Linked DNA regions of Mus musculus: regions 1, 3 and 4 are each linked to region 2. Evidence: chromatin contacts called from public promoter capture Hi-C data. All regions are on one chromosome and are shown on one strand. Each heading gives the region's core, a stretch centred on a gene start, on an enhancer-like site or on the middle of the called end of the contact. The rest is flanking DNA. Distances are from core to core; before and after follow the strand shown. Region 1 holds the start of Raly (hnRNP-associated with lethal yellow). Region 2 holds the start of Trpc4ap (transient receptor potential cation channel, subfamily C, member 4 associated protein). Region 3 overlaps a (nonagouti). Region 4 holds the start of Itch (itchy, E3 ubiquitin protein ligase).

The links. Promoter capture Hi-C pulls out the DNA fragments that hold promoters and counts their contacts.
Region 1: a promoter capture Hi-C map of pre-B cells shows a contact between it and region 2, with 2.1 times the contacts expected there. The contact joins the promoter of Raly here to the promoter of Trpc4ap in region 2. A contact is called at or near these places in 1 of 39 promoter capture datasets (pre-B cells), 1 of 484 Hi-C or Micro-C datasets (embryonic stem cells) and 2 of 115 datasets of contacts at active chromatin or transcription factors (embryonic stem cells and memory CD8 T cells).
Region 3: a contact with region 2 is called in a promoter capture Hi-C map of pre-B cells, with 1.8 times the contacts expected there. The contact joins the enhancer-like site here to the promoter of Trpc4ap in region 2. A contact is called at or near these places in 4 of 39 promoter capture datasets (the C10 cell line, the HPC-7 cell line, cranial neural crest and 1 more) and 2 of 115 datasets of contacts at active chromatin or transcription factors (memory CD8 T cells and stem cell-derived neural progenitor cells).
Region 4: a promoter capture Hi-C map of neutrophils shows a contact between it and region 2, with 2.5 times the contacts expected there. The contact joins the promoter of Itch here to the promoter of Trpc4ap in region 2. A contact is called at or near these places in 1 of 39 promoter capture datasets (neutrophils) and 1 of 115 datasets of contacts at active chromatin or transcription factors (memory CD8 T cells).

What each region holds. Positions count from the first base shown.
Region 1 is chr2:154,789,797-154,792,632 of GRCm38.p6, forward strand. Raly (hnRNP-associated with lethal yellow) reads left to right here and starts at 1,314. Exons shown (of 8, transcript NM_001139511.1): 1 at 1,314-1,752.
Region 2 is chr2:155,691,134-155,693,967 of GRCm38.p6, forward strand. Trpc4ap (transient receptor potential cation channel, subfamily C, member 4 associated protein) reads right to left here and starts at 1,251. Exons shown (of 19, transcript NM_001163452.1): 1 at 1,006-1,251. The coding sequence starts at 1,173.
Region 3 is chr2:155,049,568-155,052,280 of GRCm38.p6, forward strand. a (nonagouti) reads left to right here. Exons shown (of 4, transcript NM_015770.3): 4 at 1,061-1,445. The coding sequence ends at 1,231. Among named protein-coding and RNA genes, the nearest start is that of Gm39965, 5.3 kb to the left of the region's middle. Within about 2 kb of position 1,269, at least 406 of the 459 cell types and tissues checked have an H3K27ac peak or open chromatin away from gene starts, as enhancers often do. A contact at or near this core is called in the HPC-7 cell line, memory CD8 T cells, pre-B cells and 1 more, where this site is marked.
Region 4 is chr2:155,131,675-155,134,779 of GRCm38.p6, forward strand. It overlaps Itch (itchy, E3 ubiquitin protein ligase), which reads left to right and starts at 1,807. Exons shown (of 25, transcript NM_008395.3): 1 at 1,807-1,911.

The DNA of each region.
Region 1 (2,836 bases), core at 64-2,563, 900 kb before region 2:
AAAGAATAGATGGTATATTTGAGCAAATATAGGAAGACTGTTACACAGAGAGGGAAGTGAGGAGCTGGATAAAACCAGAAAAAGCAGAGGAGGTTGGTAGGGGCTGGACTGATTGATGGAAGTGTTTATTGATCACCATAGTAGGTCTGGAAACACAGTAATGTACAAAAACCAGTAAAGAATTCCTGGTCTTGGCGCTGGGGAGATGGTTTAGTGAGTAAGACTGATTGCTCTTCAAGGCTGAGAACCTGTTTGAATCACCCATTCCCGAACTCAAGAGGCCTGGCCTCGCTGTGATGCCAGCAGTTGGAAGGCAGAAGCAGGGAGGATTAGGAGTTCAAGATTATTCTCGGCTACAGAGCAAGTACAAAGCTGGCCCGGGCTACAGAGACCCTGCCTCAAACTCTGTCCTAATTCCCAACAGGTAATGAAATCACAGGTCTGAAGGGAATGGGGAATACAAATAAGTACGTCTCCAGCTTTCTGGGAGATTTGTGACTATAGCTGACAATGGTCCTCTTTGCTCTCAGAAGACCCCCTGATGGTCTGGAGAGGCAAATTGGGGATGTAAGTGGGAGAGACAGGAGACTGAAAAACTGATTCAAATGGGAGATCCTGACATGATAAATATTTAGGAGGAAGAACCAACACCCAGATTAAGTAAGAAAACATTTCATCCCATAAGGGCAAAACTACTTAATCAGGCTTTTTTTTTTTCCACCTTTGACGAGAGACCCCAGACATCGAAGCGTCTCCGCCCAACCCCAAGCCTTCCCAGCGAATGGTAGCATTCTAATTCCTAGAAAGTGAAATAACCGCTCCAATTGCTTCTGGCCCCTGCCGCACCGCCTCCAGCTAACAGAGAGGGCTCCATCTCCAGGCCTCGCCCAATCAAGCGCCACCCCCGCGCCGCGCTCCTCCCTTAGGATCTTCCTCCTTCCGGCTCCCGCCCAGGGTCTACCTCCGACTGTCCTGCCCGCGGTGTTACCAAGGCCCACCTCCTGCAGACCGGCGGCAACCTCTTAGCACCGCCTCCGCTTCCGTAGGCCCAAGCTCCGCCCCTCAGACTCCTCCCCTGGGCACGCTCTTCCCCCCCACCCCGGCTCCGCCCTCAGCCTGCTGCTCCTCCCTCGTGTCCTCCCGCCCGTCAGCCCTCGGGACCCCCTCCGCCCCGCCTTCAGCACCCGGCTGGTGGAAGCCACAAACTCCTTTCCCTCAGCCCCGCCTGCCTCCTCCGTCCCCCCACCCCACGCTAGACCCCGCCCCGGCCCCGCCCTCCTCCTCTGCGCGCCGAAGCTCTGGACCTTTCCAAAGCCCGGCGCGAGGGGTGTGCAGGGAGCCCACGCGTTTGGAGAGCCCGGCCCGTGCAGGGCGGCGCTGGGGACTGAGTGCTCGGGTGGCAGGATCCTATTCGGAGGACCGAGAGGAGAACCGGGTAGGAGCCGGGGCGGCGGGCAGGCCGAGTGCAGACGCCTGTCCAGCACTCCCCCTCCCCGCGCTCGCCCCATTGGTGGCGGCCGAGCGAAGGACTCGCGGCTGCGGGGCTCGCGCCTCTGTCAGTGCGGCGGGGCGCGCGAGCGGCGCGGGGTGCGGAGCCGAGGGAAGCCGAGGGGGCGGAAGCGGTCGCGACTCTCGCGCGTGTGCTCGGGCTCCTCACGCGGCGGCCAGGGCCGCCTCTTCCCTCCCGCCCTCCGAGAGCAGACGCGCCGTCGCCCTTCGGTGCCGCGCGGCTTCCTCCAGACCTCGGCGCGGGTGAGTGGGGGCCGCGGGCCGCTCCTGAGGAGTGCGGGCGGGCTGTTCCGTGTGCCTTTTTCGTTCCTCACCTCCTCGGGCGGGCCGGTGCCTATTTTTAGAAACTCTTTCTCTCCGCGGTCCCGGGAGTCCTGGGAGCCGGAGTAACTCTCGGCCCCCTCCCTCTGTGCTCCCTCCCGGGCCCGCCGCCCCGGGTCGCCTGCCCCGGGGCCACGCGCGCCCGCCCCTGGACGCCTGGTATTCGCAGCTCGCCTCCGGTCGGTCGGCCGGGCGCGGGCCGGGAGTTGGGGGTGGGCCGGTGCCCGCTCGGAAGTTGGAGTCTTTTGTGCTGCGCCCCGCCCCGACCGGCGAGGGGAGGAGGGGAGGGAGCGGAGGTTGCGCCGGGGAGGCCTCGGGCGGGCTGGGGCCTGGCTCTGGCCTGGATTGGGGCCCCGGGTTTCTTCCGGCTTTCCAGTCGGTCCAGCTCTTTGAGGTTCCCTTAGGCGCGCAAAACTGGTCCTTTCTTTTCCCTCACGGGTCTGTCTGAGCGCCTTTCTCGCTACCCTTGCCTAGCCTTTGCTCGGTGTCTTGTGGAGCGCGGAAGGGAACGGCCAGCCCTCGAACTGGGGGGCCGCGTCCCCCACTTTGCTCCAGCCCGAGCCTCAGTTTTCACCTGGGTGAAATGGGGTCAAGGAGGAACGCAGCCTCTCCGGGTGTTAGTGAATTCAGGGAGGGAGTTAGTACAGGGCAGAAGCGTTAAATGCCAACAGGTAACGTTTAACGAGACTGACCCAGGAACTTCGTGAATGTATCGCCTCATGTCCACACCGGTCTTCCAGAGCTGTCCCTGCTCACAGGAGCAGAAATCAAGGTTCAGAGACATGAAACCGCCGTAGAAGTACAAAGCTGTTAGTAACCGTTACTTATTTCCTGATAGGAAATCTCTTTGTGCAGAGGGCATTTTGATTTACCGTTAGTCTTAACACCGTATAGGTAAGAAAGGTAGGCTCCTCTCTGAGACATTGACTGAGAGACAGGGACTGATCTGCCATAGATAAAATCTCCTTTTGTTGCTATCAGAACTCTGAGGGAAAGTGGTTAGGAG
Region 2 (2,834 bases), core at 1-2,500:
AGTAAGTTCTGGGATCACCTGGGAGAAAGAAGAAAAAGTGAGAGGAGTCACCTATCCTCATCTATTTATTCTAAGGTTGTGCCCTATACACCCCCCTCCCCCGCAACACACAGACACACACCCTACACCACCACATGTATAGGACATCAATCATTACACTTAATAAGCTAGACACTAAACAGAACAATAACTGATTACCCTTCAGCCCTTATATGCACCTGAAATACACTAACACTTGACACATCTATCTCCTCTGAATTTGACAATAGCCTTAAAGGGTGAATTAAATGAGTAAACAACGGCCCTGAAAGGTAACTTGCCCGAGGGAGAAAGAGAATAGGGCTTTGAACTAAAGTTCTTCCCCCAAAGCATGTATCCCTACGCTAGTAAAAGAGTCTTCTGCACCCGTTGGAGCTCAGCCTAATGTGAGATACAGGCGTGAAAGGGCAGACAACAAAGAAATATGCAATTACAGGCAAAGAAAATAGAGCATCAGAAAACGAATTGGGTGATCTGATAGAATAACAACCGGGGGGCCTACTTTAGAAAAGGAGGAGGAACGTTGAGGCCTCTGGGAAGATGACATTTATCATAAGCTTGGGAACCGTTTGGGGGCGGGGGGGCGCTGCAGTGAAGAGGACCCCGTCCTGCTCACAAGGGGCAAACACGAGACCAGTAGAAGATGAAGCCAACTCGCCAAGGTCCTCCAGACACGCAGACGTGGCGCAGGGAAATGAGGATCTAGAAACTCGGCCCAGGGCTTAGACGCGCCATCAATACCCCAGGCAGCTCGACTCCACTCGGCCCAGACCCGCAGGCCTCCAAGCTGGCCACTGCCCTCCGTCCCAACGCGGCTGACAGCGTCCGGACCGCACACAGGACAGCGCCGCGGCCAGCCAAGGGGGATCTGGACGGTCCGCAGCGGCCTGGAAAGGCCTCTTCCCCGGCCCCTGGCCAGCTCCAGCCTGGCCCGCCCCGCCCCGCCCCTCCGGGCCGGCCTCGTACCTGCACCGCCCGGACCAGGCCTCGGCCGGTGAGCTGGCCCTGCCGCAGCTGCAGCAGGATGTTACCCGGCCGCGGTCGACCTCCCCAGCCGCCCCACGCCGCCGCGGTAGCTGCCAACCGCCTCCCCCGGCTGGCCCCAGCTCCAGCCGCTGCGGGCGCTGCCGCCATGTCTCCTCGTCCGACAAACAGGAAGCAAGCGGTCCCGGAGCCGTGTCGATTTCTACGGGGCGGCGGAGGACTCTCTACATCGCCCCTAGTGGACTGACGCGGAGGTGCAAGCCGCGTGGCAGGGACTGTGCGTGCCCCGACGCCTTATGGGAACTGTAGTCTTTACCGAGGGGGAGCAGGTAGCTGAGATGTGGCTCTTCCTGGCCCTCCAGTTTGCTGAGTGGGATACCTCCAGCATTTCTTCGAGGTTGCTCCAAGTGGAAAACCAGTCACTATGTGCACAAGCTCTCAAAATTTTCGCTAGCTGGAAATGATGCAAGCCCAGTGTCCAGGGAAAAATTCTAGGCCCTAGGCCAGAGTTGACACTTGACACGTGTCCCCTTCCTTTTACAATTGACTTTAGCCAAGTCACTACACATTACCCCTAGCCCTCAGTCCATTCAATATTTAGGTCCTGGGAGCCAGACTAGTCAACTAATATTTTTATTACAATTAACAAATATGTGCTTTATGTAAATGAGACGTAAAGGACCATCAATGCTATTGCTTATTCGAAGAAAATGGCGAAAAATATTTCATTTACAGATAGATGTCAAAAAATAGTTCCTAAAGGCACCAGCTGTACTCCTCATACTGAATATATAGGTGAGGTGGAGGGCGAGGTGATAAGCAGAACAGCAGAGGGCCCTGTTAGGGGACGAGGGTTTCAGGGGACCACAGCTAATCCACACAAACAAATGTAGTTATTTATTTGGCAAACTGTATCCCCTATCAAATAGAATATTGCCCTCATTTTCCCCGCAAGTAGAACTGAATTCACTGGCTCCGACAAACCTCGGAAGCAGGGTGGTGCTGACTCTCCCCACTTTCTCTTCTAGGAGGCTATCTTGTAACAAAAATAAGTTGAGTGTGCCAAATTAGGATGCCATGAAGTTTGCTACTTGTAACTAAGGTGGCTATAATTTGTTGCCCAAACCAAAAGTCCTTAAAAAGTGAAATGATGTAATAAGTAACTTGCAGTGGAACAACAGCAGGCATTTGAGATCGCTGCCAAGGCAAACTAGACTGTGACTGACATCTGCATGCTACTTGCAAGGTGTGGCTCCCACTCGCTCCAGCAGATCACTGCCTGGTGACCTGGTTTAAGACAAAGAAAATAGGATAAGGAGAGATGAGTCAGTGGGTAGAAGCACTGGCTGCCAAAACTGACGACCTAAGTTGTTGGGTCCAATGAACCCATGTTGGTGAAAGGAGAAAATAATTCCTCCAAACTGCCCTCTAATCAATCTCTCTCTCCCTCTCCCTCTCCCTCTCCCTCTCCCTCTCCCTCTCCCTCTCCCTCTCCCTCTCCCTCTCCCTCTCCCTCTCCCTCTCCCTCTCTCTCTCTCTCACACACACACACTTTAAATGTAATTTTTTTTGTTGTTTTGGGGTTTTTTTGTTTTTGTTTTTCAAGACAGGGTTTCTCTGTGTAGCCCTGGCTGTCCTAGAACTCACTCTGTAGACCAGGCTGGCCTCGAACTCAGAAATCTGCCTGCCTCTGCCTCCCAAGTTCTGGGATTAAAGGAACGTGCTACCACTATTCGGCTTAAATGTAATTTTTTAAAAAAGATTTATTTATTATTATACATAAGTACACTGTAGCTGTCTTCAGACACACC
Region 3 (2,713 bases), core at 19-2,518, 640 kb before region 2:
TGTGTAGTGTGGCTCAATTAATTGGATCAACTATAACCAAAGCAGGGAGCACTGAACAAAATACATATACATGCTAGGTGCTGGCAATACAGCAGTAAACAAGAGATTATAGCTGTGTGGAGCTTACGTCTGAGTGGGGAAACCAGCCTTCAAGTAAATCAATAAAGAAATCTAAAGTCTTATATGATACATACTGTAAAGGAATTAAAGCATGGGGAAAGCCTAGAGAAGTAGCATTAAACAAAAAAAATTAGTAATCTAGAGCAATGTCCAGTAGAAACACAGTATAAGCCATAAATGTATAATTTTGTATTTTCTAATAGCTGCCTTAAAAGACTAACAATATTTAAAACTCGGTATAAAGTATTACTATTTCAACATCTAAAAATTTTTTTAAAGTTACTTTTGTGCAGTCTTTAAAATCTGGTAAATAGCTGTCACTGCACACATCAATTCCAACGCTAAATGTGGACCTAGTATTTATGTTTAACAGGAAAATATATGTTTACGTTACACTTAAATAGAAAACTCGGTTCCTCAGCACACAGGACCTGACTACCAGTGCTAGAATGTCTCTAGGCTATGGGGTAGCTAGCCCAAAGGACAGATGCCAAACACAGGAGTCCTCCAGGGCCAAAAGGAAGTTTGTTTCTCCCTAGAGAAATCACTGGGAGCCCTTAAGCGGACGATGAGGTCATAGGAAGGGCCTTCTTTGGCCACTGGAGGATGTTAACTCTAGAGGACAGGGTGGCTAAGGGAAAGAAGACAGTGAGTGGCCTAACCCAGGGGCAATGGATAACACGGATGGTGACAGGCTTCAAACCGGAAGGTTGTTTAAAATTGGGGCTAAGTGGGGCCTAAGAAAAGGGCCAGGTCAGAGCTAGGTAAGCTTGAAGATGAAGGCGATGTGCAGGTTGGGGTGGAGGGCAAGGACCCACTGGGATGCCCTGTGTGCATGAAAAAAAAGGGGGGCAGAGGTCTCTGGTCCTGGACCTCCACAGTACATGAGCATCGCAGGATGGCGTAGCCCGTTCAGTAGTCCTCAACGTCTCTCCTACAGAAAAAGGCTTCGATGAAGAAGGTGGCAAGGCCCCCGCCACCTTCGCCCTGCGTGGCCACCCGCGACAGCTGCAAGCCACCCGCACCCGCCTGCTGCGACCCGTGCGCCTCCTGCCAGTGCCGTTTCTTCGGCAGCGCCTGCACCTGTCGAGTACTCAACCCCAACTGCTGACGCAGCTTCTTCGCTGCGCGCGCAGCTTCGGGAACGGGTGATTGGGCGGGGCTTCAGGGTCCCGCGCTTCTAGGCTGAGGGGCGGGTCTCTGTGGGTGGGGCTTGTGGGTGGGCGTGGTCAGTGGTTGTGACTTGTGGGCGCTTTCAAAAAACCGGTTTTCTAGGAAACCTAGTGGAAGCTAAAATCAGAATACAATAATATTTTTAGGCTGCCGAGGAAGTGTGACTATTTCTTTTAAAAGCCGAAAGCTTCCGGCCGCTTTCCATTATAGAGTCTGGTCCTTGCGGATACCCCGCAGTCTGCGCACGCGCCAGCCACTCTTGCCCATAGGGAAACTACATAGCGCCTACAGCTGCTCGCGTGGTTGCTGTTGCTGCATCTTAGGGATGGGCACAATGTTGGCAGTTCCTTCCAGTCTGCCAGTGTCTAGGCTGCCTCCAAACTAAGGGAAAGAAGCCATTAGGGAACCACCTTCCAGTCTTTTCACCCATTCTCTTAAGCGGGAGCACAAAAATCTTAAGATGTTCAGAATTCCATTAGCAGTCTCAGCCGGGTGGGCGAGGGGAGGCGGGACCGTGCATTTGCAATGGCTTTCTAAATCCAAAAGGATTTGGGTTGAGGATTCCAGAACTTTTAAGAGGCTCTCAATCAAAGTCACCACCCAAACCCACTCCTCTTTTAGTCACAAGGGCACACGGATGTTTGGACCTGAGAGTTTTTCTTACGCCAGGCAGTAGTCCCAGCCTTTTTTTTTTTAATTCTAAAAATCTTGAGCTTAGACTCCCAAAGACACAAAATTTTAGATAGCCTTCCTCAATCTTCACCCTAGTTCCGTTGACCAGTAAGAAAGTGTGGGGGTTGGGAGTGGGGATGGGGCTGAAAAGCAGCAATCGAGCGAAATTATTAAGGACCAATTGCCAAAAATGTTCCAGACTGTTTCCTGAAGTCCCTCAGAGTCTCAGTCTGTAAGAAGCTGAGGTGTGGTGATGTAATTTTGAAAGAACTGCGCGAGGTAGAACACTCGCAGGAAGGAGTCAAGAGTTTGGGAAGCAGGGCTCGGTAAGGAAGGACCAGCAGGGAGGGGCAAATGGACGCCCTTTGAGACTAGAGGAAGGGCTATAGACAATGTCGTCTACTTGTGGAGGAGGCTATGGAGCTGTGCACATAGTGCTAGGAAGAAAGGCTGAGAAGAAAGTGTGCAGCACAGAGCTCCTTCCCTAGTCTAAGTTGCCCCTACTCTACCCCTGCAAATTACTACACTAGCAATACCAAAAGAAAACAAAAAGGCCTGACCACCCCCACCCCCAAAAAAGATTCCATAGAGAAGTTATCTTATCTCAGCACTGATAACTAGAGAGGGGGAGGGAGCAAGAGGGGTGTGTTTGTGTGTGTGTGTGTGTGTGTGTGTGTGTGTGTGTGTGTGTACAGTGAGGCATAAGGTCTGATACAGGATCAGTCTTTCAGGCCTTTGTGTCTGTTTG
Region 4 (3,105 bases), core at 557-3,056, 560 kb before region 2:
GTTCCACCCCTGCCTGATACCTGGATCCCACAGTGGGAGCCGAGAACCAGTTCCTAGAAGTTGTCCTCTGACCTCCACACTTATAAAAATAAATAAAATAGAAATGCAAAACCCATGTAGGCAAGCTGAGTGTGGTAATTCATGCTTGTAATCTCATTACTGGGAAGGTTGAGCGTGAAGCATCCTGAGCATGAGGCCAGTCTGAGTTAGTTAGTGAGAATTTGTCCCCTAAATAAAGAAAAAACTGTAGATAAAGATTATCTGGAACTAGATGACTTGGCTTGGAACCTTGGTTTCTGTGTTAGTGATCTTGGGCCAATTAATAATTTCCTTTATATTCAGTTGTTTTCTGTACAAAATAATAAAGTAACAAAATATATTTATAATATTTGTTAAAATATCTTATAGTATGCCCAGTGACAAGAATCATCTGGGATGCTAGTTTAAAAAACAAAACAAAACGAAACAAGAAACCAACCCAGATTCTCCTAGAGCACACCACTCTCTCAATATTGGGGATAAAATCTTGGGCCTCATCAATGCTATGTAAGTATCTACTAGTGAGTTACATCTTGAGCCAACTCTTACAGCTTAATCCCTAATGTGGCAAACATTGGCTGGAAGTGCAGAAGAACTTTTAAATACTTAAACACACCAAACCAAAACTAAAAAACAAAAACAAAATCCCAAAAACCCAAACCCAGGGTTTCACCACGTAACCTCGGTTGGTCTAGAACTCTCAAGATATTTGGACATGGCTAGCCTTGAACCCACAGAGATCCATTTGTCTCTGTCTTCTAATGGAACCTGAAGCTTGCTGTGTGGTCTAGGGCGTTGACTAGGGAGCTCCTATGTCTGCCCACCACTGTTAGGGGTCCGTTGGTGCCAGCTTTTATATGAATGCTGGGGTTTCAAACATCCTTGTGCTTGCATGGCAAGAGCCTTTACCCACTGAACCATCCTCCCAACTCAGAATCTTTTTTGTTTAATAAACTCAGCACATAATTCATAATATGGTAGTTTCAAAGGTATTTCGAAAAGTTTAAGTGACTTTCTAGATAGTTTCCTTACGAGGAAACAGGATAAACAATAATAGCAAAGTTTGCTAATTATCACGTGCCTCTATTATTACCACTGCACAGCCTATTAATTCGGTAGGATTAGATGTGTTTTGCCTGGGTTAAGAAGTTTAATTTAAGCATCTGAAAAGGTAACCAATGGCATCTTTCACATAGTTTTGTTGTAAACGTTTAGAAGTATGCTTTTCAGTTTTTATAACTCATGCCGCCTTGGCGCTGTCAAGCTGTCACCCTCCTAAGAACTTCCTGTCAAAAGGTGGAGAAAGGAGAATTTGAACCCAAACAGTGTAACTCCAGAAGGATAGAACCGGCACAGTGCTTCATAAATTGTGATTCCTGCTGTTAGGAGTATCAGGAGAGAACTTGATAAAAATGCAGATTATAAAGCAACCCCTATTCCATCCCAGATCTACTGAGTCAGAAACTGGCGGTGGAGCTCAGCAGTCTGTTTTTAAAAGCTGTTCAAGTGATTCTGAGACACGCTAGCATTTGGTAACAGTCTTTAGAGGTCCTGGCGGGGAAGAAGGGGTCAAAAGGAAGGAACGAAAGAAGAAAGGAAAGAAGGGAGAAAGGAAAGGAGAAAGGAAGGAAGAAAAGAAAAAAGCCTTGGAGATGTAGAGAGCAAGGCTTAGTGTCCACTTCACCTGGAGGTGAGGAAAAATGATTTAGGAGGCTGGCGCGCAAGGCCTGCTGGGGCCTGTAGTCCGGACTGCGCCGAGGAGGCCGCGCCTGCGCACTAGGTGTGAAGTAGCTCTAGTCGCTGTAGTCGGGGCTCGGGACCGGCTGCCATCTTAGCGGAGGGACTGAGGAGTCGTCGCCGCCCCGAGTCCCGGTAAACACGCGCAGGCAGACTGGGGTCATTTCTGTGGCTTGGAGGGAGTTTGGATGAAAAGGCATGGGGAATGCGAAGGGTAGAGGAGTGTGGCGCTCGAGTCTGGACCTAGAGCCGGGGCTGCTCTTCCCGCAGCCGGTGTCCGTGGGGGGCGCCCGGAGAGCCGGCTGGTGGCCCGAGCCGAGTGGCGGGTGGGTCAGCAGGTCGAGCCGAACTGCTAGTGCTTGGCCTAGGCGTCCGGAGCCTGTAGGCCCGCGAGCCCCAAGTTGGGAGAGAGCCGAGCCGCGGCGGACGTGGGCAGGGTCCAGCCCCGCGCCCCGCTGCCGCGCCCGGGGGTTCCTCTCCCGCGGCCCGGCCTACGCGCGGGGCCCGGTGGCAGCGGCCCGCCCGCGCGACGTGGCCCTTTGAGGGGCGGCGGCCGGGCCCACCTGCCACCTGGCAGGCTCCCCCCGAGACTTTTCCAAGCTCCCACTCGCAGAGGACCTTCCCCAGTGACTGCTTCCCCTTCTGTCTTGTACTTCCCTCCTCCCTCCATTGTCCCCACTCATGGTGGTCCCGGCCCAGGCCGGCGCCACCGACTTTTGCAGACGTGGAGCTGTCACAGCCCTTTCTACCGAGAGCGTACTTTTCTTGAGCAAAGAAAAAAGTAGAGGTGAGCGCATTTGAAAGGTGGAAGCCCAATGAGGGCAGGACTTTTAAATAGAAGACTTGAGTTTTGAGACATAGTTCCCGGCTGCAACTTCAAGAGAGAAAAAAAATATATAAGGGTCAGTGCACCCGAAGTAGGCATTGGGCCTAAAGTTAGAGATGTGACCAGGTGACTTGCAAAGTACCCCAAATTCACAGTTCCCCACTCGCTTGTTTTCTTGGCTGTGTTAGAATCCTAATCCTGTTGAGACTTCTGTTCCTCTTTAAGCTGCAGTGAACTTGTTCTAAAGGGGGCAGTGGGGAGAAGAGGGAGGTTTTCTTCTTCACAGTTGACAGAACACCATCTAGCCACCCATCATCATTCTCTTAAGTGGGTGGTTCTCCTGTATCCTTATCTTAAGAAAGTAGGTAAAGGCTGTGTATGTTCACTCCCAGGATTGGCAGAGGGCTTGGTTCTCATCTGAAATAAAGTCTTTTGGGGGCAAGTTTGAGATTCAGCCTTGTGTATCACAGGGTTACCTAAGGCTTAATTTTGCAGGTTTAAAA